Regions from separate parts of the Mus musculus genome. Here all the other regions are linked to region 1. The links are chromatin contacts, called in public Hi-C maps. All regions are on one chromosome and are shown on one strand. Each heading gives the region's core, a stretch centred on a gene start, on an enhancer-like site or on the middle of the called end of the contact. The rest is flanking DNA. Distances are from core to core; before and after follow the strand shown.

Evidence for each region. A called contact is a pair of places that touch in the nucleus more often than the background predicts.
Region 2: a contact with region 1 is called in a Hi-C map of liver, with 3 times the contacts expected there. The contact joins two enhancer-like sites. A contact is called at or near these places in 3 of 484 Hi-C or Micro-C datasets (liver, nephron progenitors and uterus) and 1 of 9 other capture datasets (embryonic stem cells).
Region 3: a contact with region 1 is called in a Hi-C map of liver, with 4 times the contacts expected there. The contact joins two enhancer-like sites. A contact is called at or near these places in 2 of 15 datasets of contacts at CTCF or cohesin (large pre-B cells and pro-B cells), 100 of 484 Hi-C or Micro-C datasets (the 3T3-L1 cell line, 3T3-L1-derived adipocytes, B cells and 54 more), 4 of 115 datasets of contacts at active chromatin or transcription factors (astrocytes, embryonic stem cells and hepatocytes) and 1 of 9 other capture datasets (embryonic stem cells).

The regions. Positions count from the first base shown.
Region 1 is chr5:88,794,790-88,799,297 of GRCm38.p6, reverse strand. It overlaps a transcript of Slc4a4 not described here. Among named protein-coding and RNA genes, the nearest start is that of Dck, 32 kb to the right of the region's middle. Within about 2 kb of position 1,992, at least 8 of the 459 cell types and tissues checked have an H3K27ac peak or open chromatin away from gene starts, as enhancers often do. A contact at or near this core is called in hepatocytes and liver, where this site is marked.
Region 2 is chr5:89,275,896-89,280,403 of GRCm38.p6, reverse strand. No RefSeq gene overlaps it. Among named protein-coding and RNA genes, the nearest start is that of Gm35855, 52 kb to the right of the region's middle. Within about 2 kb of position 2,648, at least 56 of the 459 cell types and tissues checked have an H3K27ac peak or open chromatin away from gene starts, as enhancers often do. A contact at or near this core is called in liver, where this site is marked.
Region 3 is chr5:89,216,717-89,221,224 of GRCm38.p6, reverse strand. The region is part of intron 21 of Slc4a4 (solute carrier family 4 (anion exchanger), member 4); the gene reads right to left. Among named protein-coding and RNA genes, the nearest start is that of Gm35855, 6.8 kb to the left of the region's middle. Within about 2 kb of position 2,719, at least 26 of the 459 cell types and tissues checked have an H3K27ac peak or open chromatin away from gene starts, as enhancers often do. A contact at or near this core is called in hepatocytes and liver, where this site is marked.

The DNA.
Region 1 (4,508 bases), core at 743-3,242:
AGTGGGATACATGTATAAAATTCAATCACATACATACAGCCTTTCAAGGGTAAGACAAACCCACATAGTTTGAAATGATCTCTTAGAGTAATGTGCAGTTACATGGAGAAACAGTGAGCTGCGAATACTGTCATTGGTTATGCTTTGTGTTTGTGGGGGAAGGCTTATACTCATGAATCTTTTGGGTAGGCAACAATGACCAGGAAATTAAGAAGAGATAGTTGATGTTATAGTATGTCCATTTATGGATTTTCTGTTTTATGAAATATGCATATAGTTTCTATTCAATAGTATAGAAAATAGCATTTTGATACGTTAAAAGTAATCACTGTTTGTTGAAATGCCTTTACTGAGCCCCAAACTATGGAAATTGAGGAAATGTGTTTCTTATATTGTTGGATGAGAACATTAAAATCTAGGTGCCAGTCATGTCATTCTACCAAAATTTAACAACATAAACCAGTTACTTTGGAATTTCTATTCGCTCTTTGAGAATTCTATACATGCCTACAAGGTATCTTGCTCATATCCATTCCCACCCATTTCTTCTCTTAGTCCCTTTTCCCCATGAGCTACCTATTTACAGACTGCCTGAAACTTACTCAGCAACCGAGGCAGCAAAAGAAAGCTGTTCATAGCGTAGACAGATCTGTTTATTAAAGATTTCTCAGAACTTTGGCTCTCAGCCTCTTACCCCATACTACACCAAAGCTCAGAGGCCACTCTGTAGCCTGGTCTCTATGGTCCCTTTTTCAGTCGTTCTGACTTGAGTGGGATTTTTTTTCTCTGTTTATGAAAGTATTCGGTAATTGTTTTACATTCTACTCAGAACTTTGGTTGCTTTTTAGTACAACTGGGAAGCCCAAATATCTTCCTCATCATATTGCTAGAAATCAAACTTGTAAGACGGTATCCCTCTTCCATGTTAATCTTAAAAAACAGTCTTTGGCCAGGCAGTGGTGGCATACACCTTTAATCCCAGCACTCAGGAGGCAGAGGCAGGCTGATTTCTGAGTTCAAGGCCAGCCTGGTCTACAAAGTGAGTTCCAGGACAGCCAGGGGTACACAGAGAAACCCTGTCTCGGGGGCCGGGGGGGGCAGGGGGGGATCCAGTCTTTCTCTATGTGGGCTCAGAGTAGTATTATAGTTCCCTTTGCATTGGCGATTGGTCATACAACTTACTTTGCCCAATAAAATGAAAAGAAAAAGATCTATGTCACTTTTGGAACAAAACAAGACTCAAGTGGTAAAGGCAGCTGACCAGGGTTCGATTCTCAGGGTCCATGAGGTAGAAGGAAAGAAGTAACTCCAAGTTGTCCTCTGACCTCGGTTCACATGCCGGGGTACTCACCTGTCCCACCCAACTCCAAAATATATGTGTAAATGTAATTTTTAGATGTTCAATAAAAAAAAAGTGTGGTGATCCTAACACCACCAAGTTACAGTGACAAAACTCAGCATCGTGGCTTTTCTGGTAGCTCACTGTTCCCAGGAAGGTGCCCTTGGGTACCTGTATGGTACTAAAATTATTCTGCTGAGTTATTGTTTGTGTGTGTGTGTGTGTGTGTGTGTGTGTAAAATCTGTTTTATATTCATAGTGCTTGGTTTCATTTGGTTTGTTTTTTGTTTCGTTTTATTTTGGGTTTTGGGTGGTTTTTTTTTTTTTTGAGACAGGGTCTCACTATGTGGCCCAAGATGACATCAAACTCTGGATCCCTGTTCCTCTGCCTCCAAGTACTGGATTTTGAGCATGCACGTACCACCAATCTCAGCTTAAATTCACAATCGTTATATAAATTATAACTCCACTGTTAAAAAGCTAGCCTAGGATTTCTTTTTATCCAGCCGCAACCTACTTGGGCCTACATTATCCACATTCCTCTCCTTCTCTCCCCCACAAGCTCAGAAAATTCCAGCGCCAGACAACACAAACGCAAAGTCACAAGGAAAGCAGAAACACAAATATTTTTAACTAGTGGGAAGATCAAAGAAAAGTCAATAATGAACTGTGGCTTCATCAAACATTTACAGAGAGCACTAAGACACCGAACAAAAGAACCAGTGGCCGAAATGTATATTAGGAAGCATTGTATTTGATTTAGAGCAATTTCTTCTCAAATTTGCAATTGGCCTTTAAGTCATTTAAGTGTAACATTATGTTAAGAAATTACAATGAAAGTTTGGTTCATTGTGGTCTCAGGGAACTGAAATCTGCTTGGAACACATGTCTGAAGTTAGGAAGACATATTCTTTCCTTTTTGTGACCTCTATGTGTTAAAGCAGCTGCCAAGCAGGCTGACAACACCCAGAAAATGCATTTATGTTCCTTTGCACACCAAATGTGCTTGTTGCTGTCAGAAACAGACATTCCTCATCCACATCGCAACCCGGATCGCTCTCCTCTCAACAGAAGTGGACCGCAGGGAGGGTAAAGAGCAAAGGAAAGTCAGGCCAACAGTGGCCTAAGTCAACGACCTCTGGGGAAAGCCCTTTAGATCCTCCTGCCAGAAGCTGCAGTCCAAGGACTGCGGGAAAGCCAGGTTACTGGTAGACAAGCTGCTTCCGAGAGGGCCAGTGGCAGAGCAGAAGGACCTGCCTCAAATCCAAGATCATCCTGCAGTGGACTGCGTGGACAGTCTGCTGAATGAGTTCGCAGCGATACGAAACCATCAATAAATCAGACACCAAAGGGGGGGGGGGAGAACTTGATAGTATTAATAGCAATTATTCCCAAGTTTGTTAACAGCTTTCTTGAAGGAAAAATGACAAAGAAAATGTAGAAATTATCCCAGCCCTTCTGAGGTGTATCTCTCTGGAGTCGTTTCTGTCATGAAAGACTCTTAGAAATCTTTAAACCTTTTTCCGTCTCACTGTGGGGAGGCGCGAGTCCTCTAGAGGGAGGCAGCTGTGAGATTGGAGCAAAGCAAAGCACTTGTATCTAGGGTATCTCATTTTAAAAAAAACAATGCCTTTCACTGGCTATAAATCAGGCGACAATGCCTATCTTAGAAGTTTATTAGAGAGAATACAGATGTTTTTCACCCTGTAACCATTTACGTAGATAAAGTTGTGAGAGAGGCAGTGTTTCCAGGTGGGAAGAAAAAGGCTTTCCATTCCGAGATTCTGGCTCAAACAAATCAAAGCAGTGTCACTTCACCAAGTGAAGTCCTTTGAACCTCAGTGGCCCTATTTAGACTGTTACCAGGATTAAATATTAACATCTGTGAAGGCCGACTCACTTCACAGATACTCAGTAGATGACAATTACCTTCAGAGTCTTCTACTTTCTCATTATTCCCCTTTCATTTATGGAGTTAACAAAAACTGATTACCCGTTATTGACTTATGGTAAAATGGTAACAAAAACCTATAAGCCCCATCTTCATGGAGTTTGCATCAGTAGAGAACACACACATAGGAGAAAAAAAAAAAAAAAACAGAAACAACAATAATGAAAATAGGCCAGCACAGCACAATTTTATAATGTGTGGCAAGAAGGAGCGTATTTGGTGCTGTGGTTAACACAGAAGAGAGACACTTCATTCAGCCTTAGGCCAGAGTTTCGTGGAGAAAACTACAGCTGAAAACTGAGGGAGGAGTTGGAGTCTGCTAATGAAGCGCAGGAGGTCAGGAAATATTTTCAAAGGCCCAGAACTGGGGGAAATTGGGTTTGTCCCTTGTTCTGGGATACAGCAAATTCTCCTTTACATCTTTCTGGGTTTGCCCCAGATCATAAGTATCATGGTGCATAGCCTTCCCACTGACCATAGCCACAGAAAAGACACTCTCTCCAGCCCAACTCCCACCTCAATCAAGTATAAATCGCATCCATCATCCACCGGTCGCAAAGCCAAACTCCTGGTTTTGTGGTCCGATAATTCATAATGTGCACTCTTATTCCCATCCAGGGATGATGCTCTGACAATGGCAGTGGACTCGGTGGTGGATAAACACCATTCATATCTACCACGATCTTACAGACCAATTAAGCAGCAGCAACGTGTAGTTACATGTTACATGAATTAACAAATGTAACTAAAGACCAAATAAGCAAAGATCATGATGAAAATAAATATAAGAACTCAGCTCTAGCTTGAGAGTGGTATTTTCACACTGGGTAGTGAGGCATGTGTACATAGCAGTATCAACAGTTGCATCAATAAGTTCATTTTCTGTCAAGCCAATATTTGGAGACTTACTATTATATTATCACACACCAGGTATGTATCCAGACAAAAGAGATCACCTATTTTTGTTAGCTGAGAAAGAAGGATTTAAGAACTGGATGACAAAATATATAAAGACGCCTTAAGTAACAAACCACTCTATAAACAGTCCCTGTACTCTCTTTACAAGAAAGTTACACCTGAAATTTTATCTTTGCTTTGACATTATTCTGAATGCTTATTCCTTTATGTATCATTGAGTTTCTAATAACAAATGTAAGTAAGTAAGTAATACTTTGCACCTAATGGTTTTACTATACTTAAGACTAAGCTAACAAAATG
Region 2 (4,508 bases), core at 1,399-3,898, 480 kb before region 1:
TTTATCCCCACCTCTACAAAGGTATGGTAGGCTGGGGACTAATAAATTAGCATATATGCCTATGGAGGTCACTTATTCAAACCATAACATCACTCATACATAATAGGAGAGCAATTATTCATAAAGATTATAGTAAATGAGATTCATGCTTTTGTCAATAATGAAGTAAAGAGAATGAAGGGAGAAGGATTTCATTTCTAGTCTCACAATTAAGTCTCACATTTCCATATTGCAATGAGATCCCTCTGGATTCCAAACTCATTTAGTTAGCAGTATACTTGACATTGCCACTTGGACTTCCTGCACTGATCTCACATACACTGGACATGTCAAAATTATATCTTGAAAAACCATTCCTTCTCCAGTTTCTTCTAGCTTAGTGAACTATCCCTAGACTTCTCCCCTTCCTAATACATAACCCTGAACCTTGGCCATCATGACAGACTCCCATGTACATAGCCACTATATACAAACCATCACCAAATGTGTTTTCTTCTTCTTCTTCTTCTTCTTCTTCTTCTTCTTCTTCTTCTTCTTCTTCTTCTTCTTCTTCTTCTTCTTCTTCTTCTTCTTCTTCTTCTTCTTCTCCTCCTCCTCCTCCTCCTCCTCCTCCTCCTCCTCCTCCTCCTTCTCTCCCTCTTCCTCCTCCTTCTCTTCCTCTTCCTCCTCCTCCCCTACCTCCTGTTCCTTCTTCCTCTCTCTCTCTCTCTCTCTCTCTCTCTCTCTCTCTCTCTCTCCATTACTCCCTCCCTCTCCTTTCCTTTCTTCTCTCTCCCTCCTCTCTGTTCCATTGCACCACCTGGTCTACATTTCCCTAGGACCTTCATGTCCTCTCAGTTGTGCCCCTAGCACATTCTTTCCAGCATAGCCATGTTGTTTTGTAGTGAAGGTGCACCACTGTAACCAGAGAGTACACTTGCTTCTCATCATATTCTCATAATATTCTAAGTCCCTTCATTTTGTAAAGGCGGAGCTCAGCCTTCCTCTTCAGTCTTACTCTGAACTCTTCTACACCCCCATTCCCCACATCCAGAAACGGAGCATAATGGAGCCAATTTCTTTAGTGCCACACAGTTTCACAGACAGACTTTCTTTTCTATGGTTTCTATTCAGCATTTGGGTCTCAGGAAAAATTCACATTGTCAAAAATACTTCAAATCTTCTAATCGACATTGTCATCCCATTTTAATCATTTCCATCATGGTCTGATTAAGCTTTACTTATTGTGTCTCTGACACTAAAATAAGAAGGGTGGTGTTGTTTTCTTTTCTCCTTGATAACAACTAATTTTGATGCCAACTTGGGGCTATGCCACTCAATCCAGTACAATCAAGAGAGTTAACATCAGATTCAGCAGGTTTTAAGGGCTCCAGGTCCATGACACTGAACTACTTCTAGGTGCCAGTCATAAGAATCAGGTCTTCAAGTTATGCACTCCTGCTTATCTTGAATGCAAACTCAGGGCTCCTGCATCCCTCTTCATGTCTGACAATTTGACAGCATGGCTAATAAGTCTATAGCAAGCACTGTACTATTAATGATATATGATAAGCAATACAATTAATAAACAGCCAAATGGAACACATACATATACAAGGAATGAGGGAGGTAAACACAGAGTTTTCCTGTCCTATATAGACATGCCACAACTCCACAACCTTGATATGATCATCAACCTGCAAGCACCCCAAGCTTCTTAGGATATTTTCATTAGGTAAGCATGGTTGATTGAATTGGCCATCACTGATAATGAATTCAATATCCAGCCCCTAGCCACTATACCTAAGGGTCTGGATTGAGTGTTCTGTGCTTCAAACCTCCACTCTTACCCTGAAACTACAGGGTCTGCCAAGTATTGCATCATCAGAACAAACAGTGCTCCTGTGGTCATCAGCTCAGGAAGTCCCAGTGCTTTAGAAGCTCTGTGTCAGGAACTGGGGACAAAGACCACATACCTTTCTATGACAATCATTATCCTTTTATATAGACTTATCACAGTTTCTATTCACTTCCTTATTCATTCACCTGTGTAATTATTTGCAAAAGTCCCTCTTTCCCCACCACCCTGTATTTTCCAGGAGGTCAGAAAGCATAATTATTTTGATCATAGTATTGCCTAACACAATGGCACACATTTGAAAAGTATTTGCACAATGACTTAATTCAGTCAGAAAATGCTGATCACATATTATGATATTTGATCACATATATTGTTGATGCTGAATTACTTCCTGGAGCGAAGAGCTTACTCTTTTATGAGAAATAAAATATAATTCGTAATAAATAATAATAACAACAACAATAATAATAGCACCAATGATTAACATTGCACTGATCTCCTCTCTGCTTTATGACAACCATTTGAAGTTGATACAGTTATTAAGCCACTTCACACCTGAAGAAGCTGAGAACTTTGCTGAACTTTATGCAGCTAAGCAGAAGCAGAGTTGCAATTGCCCATTTTCAGACACTCTCTGGAGAAGCAGGAAGGGCCTACTTACCACCAGGACTTGGGAAAGACTTCAGTGAGAAGGGCAAATTGGTCAGAATCCTGAAGAATGAGTCAGCAATTTCTAGACACCACACAGGGTGAGGGCACACCAGGAAAGAAGGAGAAAGGCTGCCGACGTGCTAAAGGGCATGGCATATTTGTGGTAGGCAAAGAGTTCAGCGAAGCTGAAGTGCTAGGTCACACGGTACAAAGTACACAGAAAGCAGGCAAGACAAACAGGTTTCAACCAAACTGGGAAATTCCTGTGCTAAATTTAACCCGAGAAAAGACAAAACCAGTGGTGGTGGTGGTGGTGGTGGTGGTGGTGGTGGTGGTGTAAAATAAAAACTCTTCCCTGGACCTTGTGGAACATCAGGATGGTGTATAAGTATCTTAAAATATTAGTTCTGTAAGATTTTACCAAAGAAAACTTGCCACTCTTGGCTCATTGAGACTTAGAGAGAATGGGATTTCAGACAGACTAAGATGCTTTCTTTTCCCCCTCGAGTATGTTCCTGGACATTTCAGTTCTAACCAATCAGTGTGGCTGAGCATCTCAGCTCAAGGGAGGCAAGATGGGTCAGAGTATGACCAGGGTGAGTCTTCTGAGTACCCACCTCACCCAGGAAGCAGCCTGGTGAAGTATGCCTGCATCACACAAGATAACTAGACAGCCAGGCAGTGGCAGGGGAACATGCCCACAGGCATGGCCCAGAGTGGCAGAGCAAGTTCAAGGAGGGAAACAAAAGGAGTCATGAGACAGGCATGTGCCACAAGGTTTCAGAGTCCAGGCAAGGTATGGGAAGAATGACCTGATGTGGGAAACAGGAGCCCACGTTACTTGACAAGAGGACACAGTGGTAAAGGGCTGGTCTATGCAGGATGCTATAGCCCAAAGTTTCTGTGTGAATAAGAAGATATTCATTACACAATGGAATACTGTTCAACTATTAAAAATGAGGACATCAATGAATTTTGCAGGCAAATGGATGGAACTAGATAATACCATCCTGAGTGAGGTAACCCAGATCCAAAAGGATATACATGGGATGTAATCACTGGTAAATGGAATATTAGCCAAAAAATACAGGATATCCATGATACACCCCATAGACTGTAAATGTAATAAGCAGAAATGCCTAAATGAGGAGACTTCAATCCCACTTAGAAGAGGGAACAAAATAATCATGAGAAGCAAAGGGATGGAGGGACCTGGGTGGGAGAGGGGAGGGAGAGGGGAAAAGAGGAACAGGATCAGATACGGGAGCTAGGACAGAAAGGGTCAGGAGACAGCTTCCGGGTTGGGGGGACCCTCTTAAAAATACCAGAGACCTGAGAGATAAGAGACTCTCAGGACTCAATAAGGATGACCTTAGCCAAAATACCCAACACTGGGGAAAGAGAACTCAAAAAGTCCACCTCCAGTAGATAGGCAGGGCCTCAAGTGGAGGGATGTGGCTACCAAGCCACAGTCAAAATTTCTAAACCAGAGTTGGTCCTATCTAAAAGAACTGCAGGCACTAAAATGGAGAAGAAACTGAAGGAAAGGTAGTCCAGTGACCAGCCTGACTTAGGATCCATCTCACTGGGAAGTAGGGGTTGGGGTGGGGGTTGGTGTACGGATAGGAGCCTAGCATGGCTGTCCTCTGAGAGGCCCTACCAGCAGTTCAGTGAGACAGACACAGATACTTACACTAAACCATTGGACTAAATTCAACCCCTATGGTTGAATCTGGGGAAGAATTGAAGCAGAAGGGGAGGACGACCCATAGGAAGACCAGCAGTCTCAACTAACCCATACCCCTGGGAGTTCCCAGAGACTGAGGTACCCACCAGGAACATATATGGGCTGTTCTGAGCCCCTACCACCTGACCCCCAAACATATATAGCAGTGAACTGCCCTCAGTTGGAGAAGATGCACCTCAAGAGACTTGAGGCTCCAGGAAAGAGAGATGTCTGCGGGGTGGAGGGGGAGCACCCTCTCTCATAGGCAAGGGGAAGGAGGAATGGGATGAG
Region 3 (4,508 bases), core at 1,470-3,969, 420 kb before region 1:
TAGAAGAAAATCTGTGAAGTTGACATTTCTGATCAGCTTCAACATAATACAAATGCTTATGATATTCTCATTTTCTTCACAACAATACGTATCAATACAAATCCTAGAATGAAACTCCTAACAAACCTGACAGAGTTGTTGGGGTAGAGGGTATATTTTATAGAACTTAGTTCACAGATCCTGTCAGAAGGTCAATGTGTAAAAATTATACTAGAACTACATATCAAAACAAAGTTGTCAAAGGAAGAAGAAGAAGGCTTGTAAAACGGAGAGCCACCCAGGATGTGGGAGTTCATGCTTGTTCTCTTAGCACTTAGGGGGCTGAGGCAGGAGGACTGCCATGAGTATATGAGTTCAAGGCCATCCTAGGCTAATGTGTGACAATATAAATAAATAATGAATTCTACCAAAAAAAAGTCTCTAAAAAAATGAGATCCCATGTTATAGTGGGATAATGCAGTAATAGCGGGAAATCATTTTTACAAAGCAAGGTGGTAGAAATTAAAAATATCCATTTCAGGGGCACATCCAGATAGCTAAATGGTAAACTGTGCAAACAATTATACCATCAATAATACCCAGGAAGCAAAAATAAAATAAAATAAACACAAAGAAGTATTACATTCAATAAATACTAAAAATGAAAAAGTTAAATGATTGATCCTATAATCATATAGAACAAAGAAAGTGAGGTGAAATCAAAATAAGACTTAATATCTAAATACTATGTCACCAAGTTTTTGAATTTTGGTCAGTGTATTTCTGTATTTTTCACATTGTCTTCTGGTGATTTGTCAATAGTAGTAGAACTCTCCAAGAACGAAGGATGTGAAAAGGATTTTCAATAAAAAGAGAAAACTATACTTGCCCAACACTGGATAGGAACTCAGGAAGGACTGAGATCTCTCCACGGCTTTATGGTCAAAGCAAGAGGGAATGGGTATGCTTATATGTGTGAATGTGCATATTTGTGTGTGTGTGTGTGTGTGTGTGTGTGTGTGTGTGTGTGTGCCTGTGCCTAAAGCTAAGAGTAAGGTCCTGATTAAGATGTGGGTGACAGTAGTTGAACAGACCTGGGTTTGGCTTCTAGCTACCAGCTAGCTGTAGACTGCTGAGACAACTTGTTTATTTCTCATACTCTGAGCATTCTTGTCTAGAAAGCTCCTATGATAAAGACTACATAACATCTTACCAATTAATTGATTAATATGGCAACTAACAAATGATAAATGTAGAGCTTATGCCATCCTTATCATGAAACTGTATGCAGTTCTCAACCACTGGTCTTCCTGTTTCCTCACTGGTAGGGGTGGGTAGGGTCGTGGCTTGGGGAAGAGATGCTGGGGACAGGGAGGTCTGGGTGGAAGGTCTGACCTGAAGTCCTGTTTTATCTCATTTTTAATACATTGCACTTTCAGCTAACCTGGTTTTGGCAATATGTTATTAACACAATGCCCTAACTCTCTTAAGCCTTAAAAGTCTTCACTGGTAAAGAAACCGCAGGTTCTCAGTCTGGGACAAGGTCTGAAGAGGACTTTATGAAAGTTTCATAAATTTCCCCACATAAGAAGGATTCCAAATAAGATCAAAGAATCTGGGAAAGATAATATTATGGGAAAAGAAGATAGAGATTCTTTGAAGGCTAAGTACCATGTTTTATTTTGAAGGGCATACATTACATGAGATTGGTTTTATACTAGAACATCCAGAGTTCAAATCTTGCCACCACAATACAAGCTTATTGAAGTCTAGTGACTTTTTCCTAGCTTTAGAGCGGAGGTAATTATTCATATAGTTCTCATAGGTACTGATGGCTATATTTTTAAAATCCCTAGTGACTCCTTAATCTGAGGCCAAGATCAACAGACAGCAGGTTTATCTCTACTATCATCATCTCCACTATGTTTTTCCTGCTTCCATGGGTCAGGTCTATGTGGGAGATCAACAAGTATCTGCCAGGTACGAACTAAAGGCTCCCTTCTACACTTTAGTGCACTAACGAAATCTCAAAGATAACTTCTGACCACACCTCATGTTAAAGATAAACTAATCCAAGCACGGGCAACAGAAACAGCAGTGAACTTTCCTTAATCTTTATGTCTTGAGTCTTGCCAGTAAAACAGAGAGTCAGCCGCAGCGTTTCCATTGTAGAAACTCAGGGACCGCCACCTCCCCAGCCTGGGAAGCCAGTTATTCGTACTTCCCAGAAGTTCTGTGTAAGCAACTAAGTGACTTGGTGCTTTGAGGCATTGTTGACTATAGCTGGTTGGGGTCAAGGGGTATCCTCATGAACTTAAAGCTGGTACACTATAATTCCTTGCATTCCTCCACATGAAAGACAGATTTCGGCACAGAGATCAAAACAGAGGCCATAAACCTCATGTTCAAAGTACCCTTGCATAAGCCAGCAACCACCTATGCTGCTTCATGCATGCAAGAAAATTGCTCAGCTCAGCTGAGACCATTAAACTTGTAAGGAGCTGGACAGGGGAGGCGTTCAACCATTTCATTTCTTTACTTAAAAAAAAAAAAGTCACATATATCTCTTGTTCTCATCCATTTGATCTACCTTTCAAAGGCAGAGTCTTAAGTAAAACCATTCTCTGAACTTGTCATCTGTTGCTTTAAAAAAAAGAACACAGTCACAGGGAGGTCAACCCATGACATCGCTTTCTGTGTGAATTTGTAGGTTAATTATTAATCGCACCCTTTTCCTTAGCTGCTTACATTTCGGTTAAACTGTACCCTTAACATCTGCCTCTTCCTGTATTGACTTTGTAAATGCGAACAAGGCATCTCAGATACATGCACAAAACCTGCCAAACATCAGCGGTGGGGCGGGCACATGGTCTGAAATGGTGGCCGTATTGGGAGAGGTGATTCCTGAAGTAGGGGAGGACTAATGTACTCAAGGGAGGGACAGAGGCTCTTGAACAAGGGCTGCTTTGTTTCTTCTGCTTTTCTGTAAGGTTCCCCGCAGTCTATTGTGAGCCAGGCTAGCAAAAAATTAATCTTCTATGCTTAGGAAAACCCTGGCTTAAAAAATGTAAGAGTCACTAATGGCGGCAGTGACTCCAGGTTAATCAAAGTTGCCAGATAATAACAGTCACAGTGATGGAGGCTGGTGGCCCAGGAAAACAAGCCAACGCATGGGCTGGTACAGGACAGCCAATTGGGAGTTTCAAGCTCTGCTCATGAGTTCTTGTATTGTTCCATACATATTACAGTGCTTCATGTCATGTGGGGTAAAAGGGCTCACTGCAAAAACCCAAGGGCTTTTCCCTTTGATACCTCTGCAGCTCTATTTGACTGCAAGGTGAGGAATAGCTAGGAAGACCTGTCAGCAGGTACAAGTTTGTCAGTCTTTCTAAAGGTGACAATGTACACAGTATTCATTTTCTCTGTCCCTTCTGAACCATACACAACAACTAGAAGGTTCCCCATTATTTTTCTATAATATAAACACAGGCGCTTCAAATACAACTGCCTTTTCTGAAGCAGGATTTTATACTGTTTTAGTAAGGACAAGTCAATATCACAGACAAAATGGAGGGTTGGCTGGTGGTGGGTACATATGAAGACTGAGGGGATGTCTGCCTGCCAATTTCTTCTTAGAAACTTCTCTCTAGAAGGTTCCATAAAAGCAAACCTGCACTGTAGCAGGGTAATTCATGAGCCAACCTGCAGGGGACTGGTGCTTCCTACAGTTCAGGATCTTAACTGCCAGCGGCAGCCTCTAAATGCGGTCTCCTTGCCTTTGAGACAAAGGTGTCTCTAAGCTTCTCCATCAGCATCATATGCTAGGACCTGCCAGGGCACCAGAAACACTGATCGCCTTTGGGAGAATGCGCAATGCTTCACTTAAAGCCGCCTCCTTGCAGTGACAGAACTGGTCATAGGGTTTCTCTGTCCCTATAGGGCACAGGCCAGAAACAGTTTCTCTGACATCATTTTAAACCTGAGTTTGTCTGTGGGCTGGATGCCTGAGATGTACTGTCCTTTGTGAGACTGTTCGGTAGTTAACAAGAAAACAGAGATCATGGAAACCCATGCAGTTGGATAATCAAGTCTTTTAACTTCTTCCAGTTATTTCATACCAAATGTAGGAATTAGTCTAGCTTCTTTAAAGGCAAAAATGAGTCTCCATATTAAGATGCTGTAGCTCCCTCTTCTATATCTCATCGATTGGCCACTGGTAGAATCTTGCTAATCTGATAGAAACAGAGAGCTTTTGCTACTCAGCCTTATCCCTGATCATCAACTGAGTGTTTTAGAGTCATGTGCTATCCCTCCATTGCTTATATAACCAAATGATCCAAAAGTCTTTAAAAGTTTGTTTGTTTAGGATTTTCAAGACAGGTTGTCTCTGGGCATGCCCTGGCTGTCCTGGAACCTACTCTGTAGACCAGGCTGGCCTTGAACTCACAGAGATCAGCCTGCATCTGCATCCCAAGTGCTGGGATTAAAGGCGTGTACTACCACCGCTCAGCAAAATTATACTGTTTAAA